Linked DNA regions of Zea mays: region 2 is linked to region 1. Evidence: chromatin contacts called from public Hi-C data. All regions are on one chromosome and are shown on one strand. Each heading gives the region's core, a stretch centred on a gene start, on an enhancer-like site or on the middle of the called end of the contact. The rest is flanking DNA. Distances are from core to core; before and after follow the strand shown.

The links. Hi-C and Micro-C count contacts between places; a contact is called where the count stands out from the background.
Region 2: a Hi-C map of root tip shows a contact between it and region 1, with 2.3 times the contacts expected there. The contact joins the promoter of LOC541635 here to the promoter of LOC103645821 in region 1. A contact is called at or near these places in 7 of 25 Hi-C or Micro-C datasets (ear, leaf, leaf mesophyll and 2 more).

Annotation. Positions count from the first base shown.
Region 1 is chr2:4,584,292-4,588,791 of Zm-B73-REFERENCE-NAM-5.0, reverse strand. It overlaps LOC103645821 (ethylene-responsive transcription factor ERF003), which reads right to left and starts at 2,523. Exons shown (of 2, transcript XM_020548020.2): 1 at 1,540-2,523; 2 at 765-1,455. The coding sequence starts at 1,619. The coding sequence ends at 1,002. It also overlaps a transcript of LOC100191866 not described here.
Region 2 is chr2:4,808,274-4,812,864 of Zm-B73-REFERENCE-NAM-5.0, reverse strand. LOC541635 reads right to left here and starts at 2,854. Exons shown (of 12, transcript NM_001111390.2): 1 at 2,573-2,854; 2 at 2,000-2,228; 3 at 1,562-1,629; 4 at 1,462-1,490; 5 at 1,169-1,365; 6 at 878-1,090; 7 at 487-621; 8 at 57-173. The coding sequence starts at 2,224.

The sequences.
Region 1 (4,500 bases), core at 1,274-3,773:
TTGGGTTTCGGTGTCAGGATTTGGTTAGGTCCTGTGTGTAGTTTGCGCAGTCGGAAAGAGACTGTTGGTTGTATTGCAGGTTGCAAGCAGACTGTGTTGTAGCGACCAGGTAGTAAATCCAGCGAGAGCTGCTCCTCTCTCTCTCTCTCTCTCTCTCTCTCTCTCTCTCTCTCTCTCTCTCTCTCTCTCTCTCTCTCTGTATGATGATGGACGCTGGTGTTTCAGGCGATGTACTCATGTAACCCTTGTTTTGTACTGAGCTATGGGCCTTTCTGTGTTGTGCGTGCTCGCATGCATGAGCTGCTTCCTTTTTTTTTCCTTTTTCTTTTTTTAACGACAATACGCTGACAATTTTTTTTTTCTTTTTCTGTGCTTGAAGCAGTGCAGGCTGTCGCATCGCGCCACCACTGCATGGTTTAAGATACGTGACCACTGACTGGACGCATGCTCTGTTGATTCATAGGATGGGGCGGCGGGGCTCGTCTTCGCATGCACAACACAGGCTGTTCTTGCATGGGCCAAACAGGATACGGCGAAACGGATCGCTCCTGGAGGTTCGTTCGTGACGTCCCCTTAACTGCCCCCGCCTTGACTGTTCTGTTCGTACGAGCAACCAAGCACTGTGCAGCAGCTGCCGGTGATCATAGTGCTGTGCATCTTTGTGGTCGAGAGGGAAACCATTTGCGATGGGAAAGGGAGAGATAAAGAAGCTTCAGCTGCGATACCAAATGAGGTAAACGACAAGTGTCAGAACAAGCCTCACATCAACGAACCAAATCAGGAGCCCTTATCCCGAAAGATCCTTTGGTCCCCTTCCCGCTCTGGCTCTCGCTCAACCCCGAATCCCCAGCCCAGGAACAGGAACAGGAAAGGGCCCATCATCCCTCCGGGTCGGGCGGGCCCCAGGCTAAATGTGCCTGCATGCCTAGCGAAACAAACGCTGTACAACGACGTCGACTGCACTGCACAGCCGGCTAAGCAATCTATAGGCAGCTCGTCAGTCACCCGATCGCCGAGCTCGAGCAGGCGCCGCCGCCGCCGGCGGCCGACGGGTGGTGCTGTATCTCGACAGGGCCGTAGTAGGTGAGCTCCCTGATCATCTCCTCGATGTACTCCTCGCCGTCGGCGTCGGCGTCGGGCTCGACTTTCACGCCGGCCTCCTCATCCTCCTCGTCGCCGTCCCGCCGGCGATCGCGGCGGCTACTGCCGTCGTCGCCCCGACCCGCACCCGTCCGCGGCACGTCCGCGCCGTGCTGCGCCTCCTGCGCCAGCGCCGTGCAGCAGCATTTCTCCAGCTTCGCGCGCAGCGTCGGGGAGAGCGTGCCCCCGCCGCCGCCGCCGGTAAGGGGGAAGTTGGTGCGCGCCGCGGGGCCGCTGATCAGGCGCGCCGCCTCGTCGTACGCCCGCGCCGCGTCCTCCGCCGTCTCGTACGTGCCCAGCCAGATCCTCGTCTTCCTGCACAGGCGCTCACAGCTCATCAGACGCACGCGTCTCTGAACATGCATTATTGACATGGCATGAGTGACCAGAGAACTTTACAGGAGTGGGTGTCGGATCTCGGAGACCCAGGAGCCCCAGTGCCTCTGCCTCACTCCTCTGAACCTCTGCAGCTTCGGCATGGCGATGGGCGGCCACTCTGCTCCGCGGTCTCTGTCTGTTCGGTGGTGCGTGGACTTGAGATGCTTCAGGTGCCGGCTGCTAGCTTATATACTGCGCCCAAGCCCAAGGGTGGCCTGCGAGTATACACTCTATGCAATGCAAGAGATACATCGATATATAGATGCTAGCTACTGCTTCTACTGCAGCTTAGCCATATCATATAGATAGATGAGAGACCATGATCAACACAGCTAGTAGATGTAGTACGTATCATACGCAGGCCCTGTTGGAGATGCATGGATGCTCACAGCTCGCGAGATACGCTTTACTAGCTTATTAGTAGTACCACCCATTTGGCATTGATCATCCACGGCAAATGTACAAATTAACACAGGGTGGCGACGTACGACGACTGCACACGCTAGCTCGTCCCTGCAGATACATGGAGCAAGGTCAGAGCGAGCTTTGCCTTTGCGCCGGTCACTGTGACGTACACTTGCCAAGTCGCCGGAACACCTGAACGGCGAGTGGCCCAGGGACGACGGCAGAACCACAAGTACAGGCCGGCTTCGGCGAGACGCAGAGGTGGGGTCGGATAACTGCGGATCATAGTTGAATTCAGATTCGGCTCGGATCGATTATTGTTCGCTCTTGATTATTCATGAAATAGCTAGTGGTGATCTAGGGCCAGTTAGTCTACAACTTTTACCATGAGCAAAAGGGAAGACGGAAGAGAAGAGCTAGCTAGACGGTCATTGCGTCCTAAACATTTATAAATCTTTCGTGTGCCGTTCGATAGACAACACTTAGGATCAGCGTGCTTCTAGCCCTTTGTCCCTTTCTTTAAATCTCTTTTAGGTATTAGGTATATACGATATCATGAATTCATGATATTGTTACGCTGTTTTGAATTCAAAATTGTGTATTCCTTTTTTTAATAAAAAAACTAGCTGTACTATCATTTGCATTTATGAACTCTATTATATGTTTCCAATGATCGAAATTTCATTGACCCAGTTCAAAAAAAAAATCCTGCACCCATCTGCCACCACTACGGCCCACTCTCACTGAGCAAGCAAGAGGCGACACAAAACCCGACGCGCGACGATAAGTCGATCGATAAGCAGCATGCATGCACGTCACCATAGGTGTCGTGCCACGATCCGCGATCGGACGACGGTGCTGCCACGCATGTCGACACGGCGACGAACCGGCCCCGGGCGCCGCGCGGGGCGCAGCCGTCCTTGCGTCCTCCAGCCGTCCACTCTAATCTCCCTGGTGGGACTGGGACTGGGACTGAGTGGCCGCCGCCTGCTGCGCTGGAGTAGAGACCGCCGGCGACGCACGGCACGGGAACGTGTTGGCGAATGGCGACGTGGGCCACGCCGCGGTCTCCATGCCCGCGCCGCATGGCCGGGCTGTGTCGGGGCGGCCGCTCCGCCGGTCGCCACCACGGCGCCGTCGTCGTCGTCGTCGCGCGGAACGGCGCAGCAGGTGCAGTGAACGGACTTTGCTCGCCGCACAAACGCGCGCGGTCGCGGACAAAGGCGCGGCCGGATCGCCGTCCGTCCGCCCGGCCGGACATATATGCCCGATCGATCAATGTGCACGTACGGCCGGACGTCCCCGGAGTGGGAGGAGGTGTAGCTAGCGTGCCGTACGCTCTGGCGAGCAAAGCACCGTACACATGGGACTGGGAGATCGAGATGTACCCTCAGCTCGTGCGTGCTAGCTAGCAGTTGCAGGCACGGTCAGACGCACCCATTTGCGAACGTACATTTGTCCAGGTGTGGACATGGACGCAGTCATGCGTCAGGCTAGCTGATGGCTGATGCCCGTGCCTCACACCTCGTTCGTTCTACTGGGATTCGATGGACTGAACGTGAGACTGGCTGCCGGTGCTGTCATTTCATTTCTCGTCAGATCTTTCAAAGGTCGCTTGCCGACGGTGTTCATTCTGCCCTGACCTTTGCATGGCCTGTCTTTTACTTAAGTTTGAACGAACTGACTAGGATGCCCGATGAGATGTTTACACTTTGACAGATACAGTACTTTACCATGCATCTCCGCACATTTTTGTTGGAAAAAAAAATCATTCGTGAAACAGAATAAGTTAATCTATCATTGCCATGCACAGGATGCATCGTCTCACCTACGACGGCTGGTTACTAGTCGAGTACACGTAGCTGAGGTAAGCACACACTCAGGCAGTACGAGGTTACTAGAAGAGATAAGCAAAAGAACCTAACAATCATTGTTTCCCTTTTCTTATCGAGTGTAGCAGCCGTGGGGGCGTTTTCAGATTACATCCAAAGTTGCACGCTGTTTTCACACACACGCTAGCTCAGATGGGTCTTTGAGATTGTCTCTTTATATTGCCGTGAAACCGCCATCAAAGCCGGATTAGGAGTGTGGTTTGTCCGCTATTAGGAGTGTGATTTGAGATTGTCTCTCTCTCTCGTATACGCTATTGCTTGCATTCTGCATCAACGGTCCAACGGGCCAAGAAGGCCTGCTACTCAGCTAAGCCTAACTAATGGGATACATGCGGCCCATGTTACCCGAGAAGAACTGGGGTCGTGAAGGTACAACAAGCGTGCTGGTGGCCCAACCCAGCAAATGTTGAGAACGTGGGCTTTGGTTTTGAAATTTCGCCAGTGTAGCAATTCCTCATCTGTCAGGTCGCGTGGTGTGGTGGTCAAAATAGGCTTGCGCTGCTTTTGCACCGTGCAGGTGCAGAGCAGTCAGTCAGTCAGGCAGCCACTCAGATGGGGTCGGCGGCCGGCCGGTCGGTCAGTCAACGGCGACGACAGTTTGCACGGATGGGCACGGCAATGATTGTGAATCGAAAACGAGCTGCCGATCCGTGTCCCGACACACGACACGACGGTGCAGCAGAGA
Region 2 (4,591 bases), core at 1,605-4,104, 220 kb before region 1:
CAACTAAGAAGTAACAGAACCATGAAACTGAAGCTCAAGCTCATGTGAACACTTACAAGCTTATCTTTCATGGCAAACATTATTGCACTTGCATGTTCAGCTGCATTGCCCACAATAGGAAGCAAAATAACACTGATAAAAGCCACCGGTAGGTTCAATGAATCAGATGCTCCCTAACAGCAATAGATCAAAACAGTGACCAGTTACATCATTGCAGAGGTATCAGATGATCTCTGTAATACTACCAATGTACAATTGTACATCATGGTAATAGTAGTGACTAGTAAGTAATTAAATTTGTCCTACAGATAGCTGCATGTAACCATTTCCAAATTTAACATGAATAATTTCCCTGGCAGTGCTTCAGTATCACCAAAATATAATGTCTGTCAACTGTAGGAAGCTACCTTTAACAAGTTCCACTTGCTACAGATGAATAAAAGCTGACTTTTTATTCTTTCTTGTTGAATTGGAGAAGAAGAATACCTCAATGGCGTTAACTAGGTACTCAGAAAGAAAAGACACCCAGAGTGTTAAAACCGCAAGCCATGTTACTGCCTCCCACATGCCAATCTCAGCTTCTTCATCTTCCTCTGCAATATCCTCAATAGGCGCCTCTTCCTATAATATTTCTGAATATGGTGAAAACATGTATTGATGTATTGCACCATTCTATACTAAATTAATGCAATATTGCAAGAAACTCTTTATCACAAGATTGTTGTTTGTCACATGGCATTCTGAAAGTTCCAATATATGTACACTACACTTGGACTAAAGTAGACTAAACTAGCCATACTGACAATAGAAATTATAGCATCACAGTTATGGTCCTTATCACCAGCGAGGAAGAAATAAGATGAGGCATCAAACTTACACTGCCTATTGGACTGTAAATGTTGCTCCGTCCACTTAATTGGAAATAGAGATAGCTGGCATACGCCACAAGCATAATACAACTACTGAACCTTGAAAGTGCAACCTCTGATGCCCCTTGACGCACTTCTGAATGAGTGAAATGAAGAACGGCAGGAAACATCAATCCCATGACAGCCATCAACAGTAAACCTGAGTTGACAACTGCAGTTGCCTGCAGTGATTGAATATTAATCTCAATATCAAAATGTCATGTTACTGAAGAAGAGAAAAACAGTCACACAAACATCACCTTACTGAAGATTTGGTCTTTGTTGCGGTGAACAACACCACCAGCAAAGAAAGCACAACCCATAACCAACAGCATATTTGACAATATGGAACCCAATAGTGACTGCTGCACTACTCGGATCATTCCATTTTTCAAAGCATATACTGCAATGATCATTTCGGTTGCATTTCCAAATGTAGCATTCAGAAGGCCACCAACTGCAGTTCAGGAAAGTTGAAATCAGTCGCCATTCGAGGACCCTCATCTAGTATTATTTCAAATTGGCTATTAGCCATAAAGAGAAAGAGGCATACCTGTTGGACCAGTGTATATTGCAAGCTGCCTGTACAACAACCATTGGCATCAAAGCTCAATAGAGCAGGAAAAAAACAGGTAGAAAGTTTAGCAGCTTACTCAGTTGCATATCCTAAACGCTCAGCTAAAGGTGTTATTCCTAGCATGCTGAAAAGGAAAATCAATCCCTGCAATTTTAATGTCGTATGAACCATGTCAGCATTAATTTAACAATAATTGGGTGGGGTGGGGTGTTCACCAATAGCACTCGATGAACTCAGCTGACGAAGGTTTCCTAGTGATGATGAGACATGTACAAGTACCACATATAACCAGAACAACTAAACTAGCCATGTTGTTGGGGAGTTCCACTATTGTGACATATTGGCTACTCCCTAAATTCTTTATGTATACATGTTATTTGGTGTTGGTTTTTATTGCAAACTGAAACAAAAGGATGGCACACAGTAAATCCCTACTGCCCTACAACCATCCACTGACCAATCCAATAGCACGGCAGGTCGGCAGCAGAGTTCAAGTCCCATGATCAGCACTTACATGCCTCCTAGTCGTGAAGTGGAGAATGATGGACGCAGGCCCGAACGGCATGAGCAAGTTGAGCTTGGAAGTGAAAATGACGATCCTGATGCTCTTGAGCGCCCTCTCGACCGTCCCTCGCGAGTTCCAGGAGGAAGACACGGTGGGCCGCAACACGCCGTTGGGCACTTGCGGGCTGTTGACCTTGAAACCGCCCATCTCGATTTGAGGGGTCTCCATCATCATAAGTCTACGACAACGACCACAGGCGGGGAAAATAGCAGTTGCCGTGAGCGATATTATAGATCGAAAGACGGGAATTTGCAGCAACAAGACGGACTAAGTTTGGTTTCATCTAAGCAAACGAGGCTCAAATTCCTACTCCAGTGTCCAGCTTGCTGCTCCTCTAATCTACTTACTTCAATCAAGTGTAGCGGATTTTCAAAGCTACTTACTTAACAGTTAAGGAATGCAGCTAAATCGAACTCCCAGATCCACGACTGAACCTACCCAATCCAGCAGCAACTAACCACGCATCTACCAAATCCGAAAATCCTAGAACTCACCTCCAAATCCGTGGGGCACCAACCTCACCTGGACACAGACGCTGCGGCAGAGCCGCCGCTGCGATGGCGGGGGTCAGCTCGGGATCAGGAGTTGGAAGGGTGCTCCGGCCGCCACGGCTCCCTAGGAATCATCATCCGCCACACGAGGCCGGGCGGCAGGATGGTGGTAGTGGTGGGGCCCTCGGGAAGAGGAACAGCTAGCTAGCTAGCGCGTGCCGAGTCGTCGCGGCACCGGCCGTGGCCGGCGGAGCCTGCTCGGGGTTCCAGGTGGAGAGGGCAAGTGTGCTCCGCTGCCCGGGCTCCCCTACCGACGCTCGCTGCTGCTGGCTTTTGCAGGCTCACCGCTCACACCGCCCGCGCGCACCAAATATCCTGCGTGCTTCCTTGCTAACCGGGCTGGCAGGCGACTTGCGAGTTGGGGCCTGGGGGAGGGGAGAATTTTGCAAACATGACACTGTCTACGGCGGGCTTCAAACTTTTGGCACCGCCGTCGTGACAATTGAACGGGTGGCACTGGAATCTCCCTCCAATTGTAAATTTGGCATCGCGCGCGCTTAATGGTGTTTAGTACTCGTGCAGTGCCCGTGCTGCCCTCGCGCCGTTAGAAACTTGCCGCCGTCTTCCTCTTCTACCTCTCTCGCCCGTGAAGGAGATCTCCCCGTGAAGGTCCTGTATTCCATTCTCTCTGTGCCCTGGCCGTCGTCTTCCTCGCCCCAACTCTGCTCGCCCTAGCCGTCGTGTTCCTGGAGCTGCTGTCTTTGTCTCCGCGCACTGGGCCCTGTCCTTCTCCGGAGCTCGCCCTTCCCTGCGTCGCCGGATTCCTGCACCCGTGGTCCATTGCGCTGAAGTCCCCCAACGCCGCCGGCTCAGGTAAGAAATTCCTTTGCTTTGTTCCTTTCCTTTTCGCTGTTCCAATTAGCTTAGTAAACAATACTACAGGTTACCAGCCAGTGAGCACCATTTTATGTGCAGTGTACTATGAATAATACTCCCAACCAAGAGGCAGTTCCCACCATCGACGAAACCACTGCATACACTGTCCAAGAAGACGAGTGGACATTGTCTTGTATTGGGACACAGCCTACAGTGGTCAGTAGTTTGAATTAATTGTATGCAAGTTAGTAGTTACATATTACATAACAACTGTTTCTGGTGAATAGGCGAGTGCCCATGGAATTCATGAAATTGATTGGGATTCAATAATGTTAGAAGAAACCAACAACGAAGAAGGAAGAAATGATGTAACTAGTGAACAAGGTCTATATTATCAGCTTGGACTGCATTCTCAAGATGATAGAAGGGAAGATGATTCAAGTGCTTCCCGTTTTGGAAATAACATTCCCTGTGAAGATGAATTGGGAGAAGGCATTCCGTGCTCTGATGCAGTCCTCGATGAGACTAGGACGATATATGATATGAACAATCCAGTCATGGAGCCTGGCAGCTTGTATGCAACAATGCAGCAATTCAGACTCGCAATTAGGCAATACGCCATAAATAAAGAGTTTGAGCTTGGAATTGAGGCAACAAATAAGACTAGATTTAGAGGGTATTGTAAAGGGCCTGATTGCCCTTGGAGCATTCATGCTAGACCGGAGACGAAAGGTTCTCCTACAATTCAAGTAAGCTGAGATTATAGTTATTTCATTTAACATGTACAATTCTAAGAATATAGGTATTTGACAATTTAACCAATGTTTCAGGTAATTGTCTTGAATGACAAACATACTTGTACATCAAGTGGTAGACGTAAGACGACTACACCTACCGGAGCTTGGGTTGCTGCACGTGCCCTTCCTTTGCTTATGAAGAAGCCTCATATGGGTGCTAAGGAGCTTCAAACTACATTGCAGGACACTTTTGGTTGTACAATTGCATATGACACAGTTTGGCATGGGAAAGAGAAAGCTTTGAAGGAATTATTTGGAAGTTGGGAAGAGAGCTTTCAGCTACTTTGGCGTTGGAGAGAAGCAGTTATGCAAAAGTCACCAGATAGTGTCATTGAGCTTGATGTCAAAATGGATGAGGGGCGTCCTTTCTTTAGTAG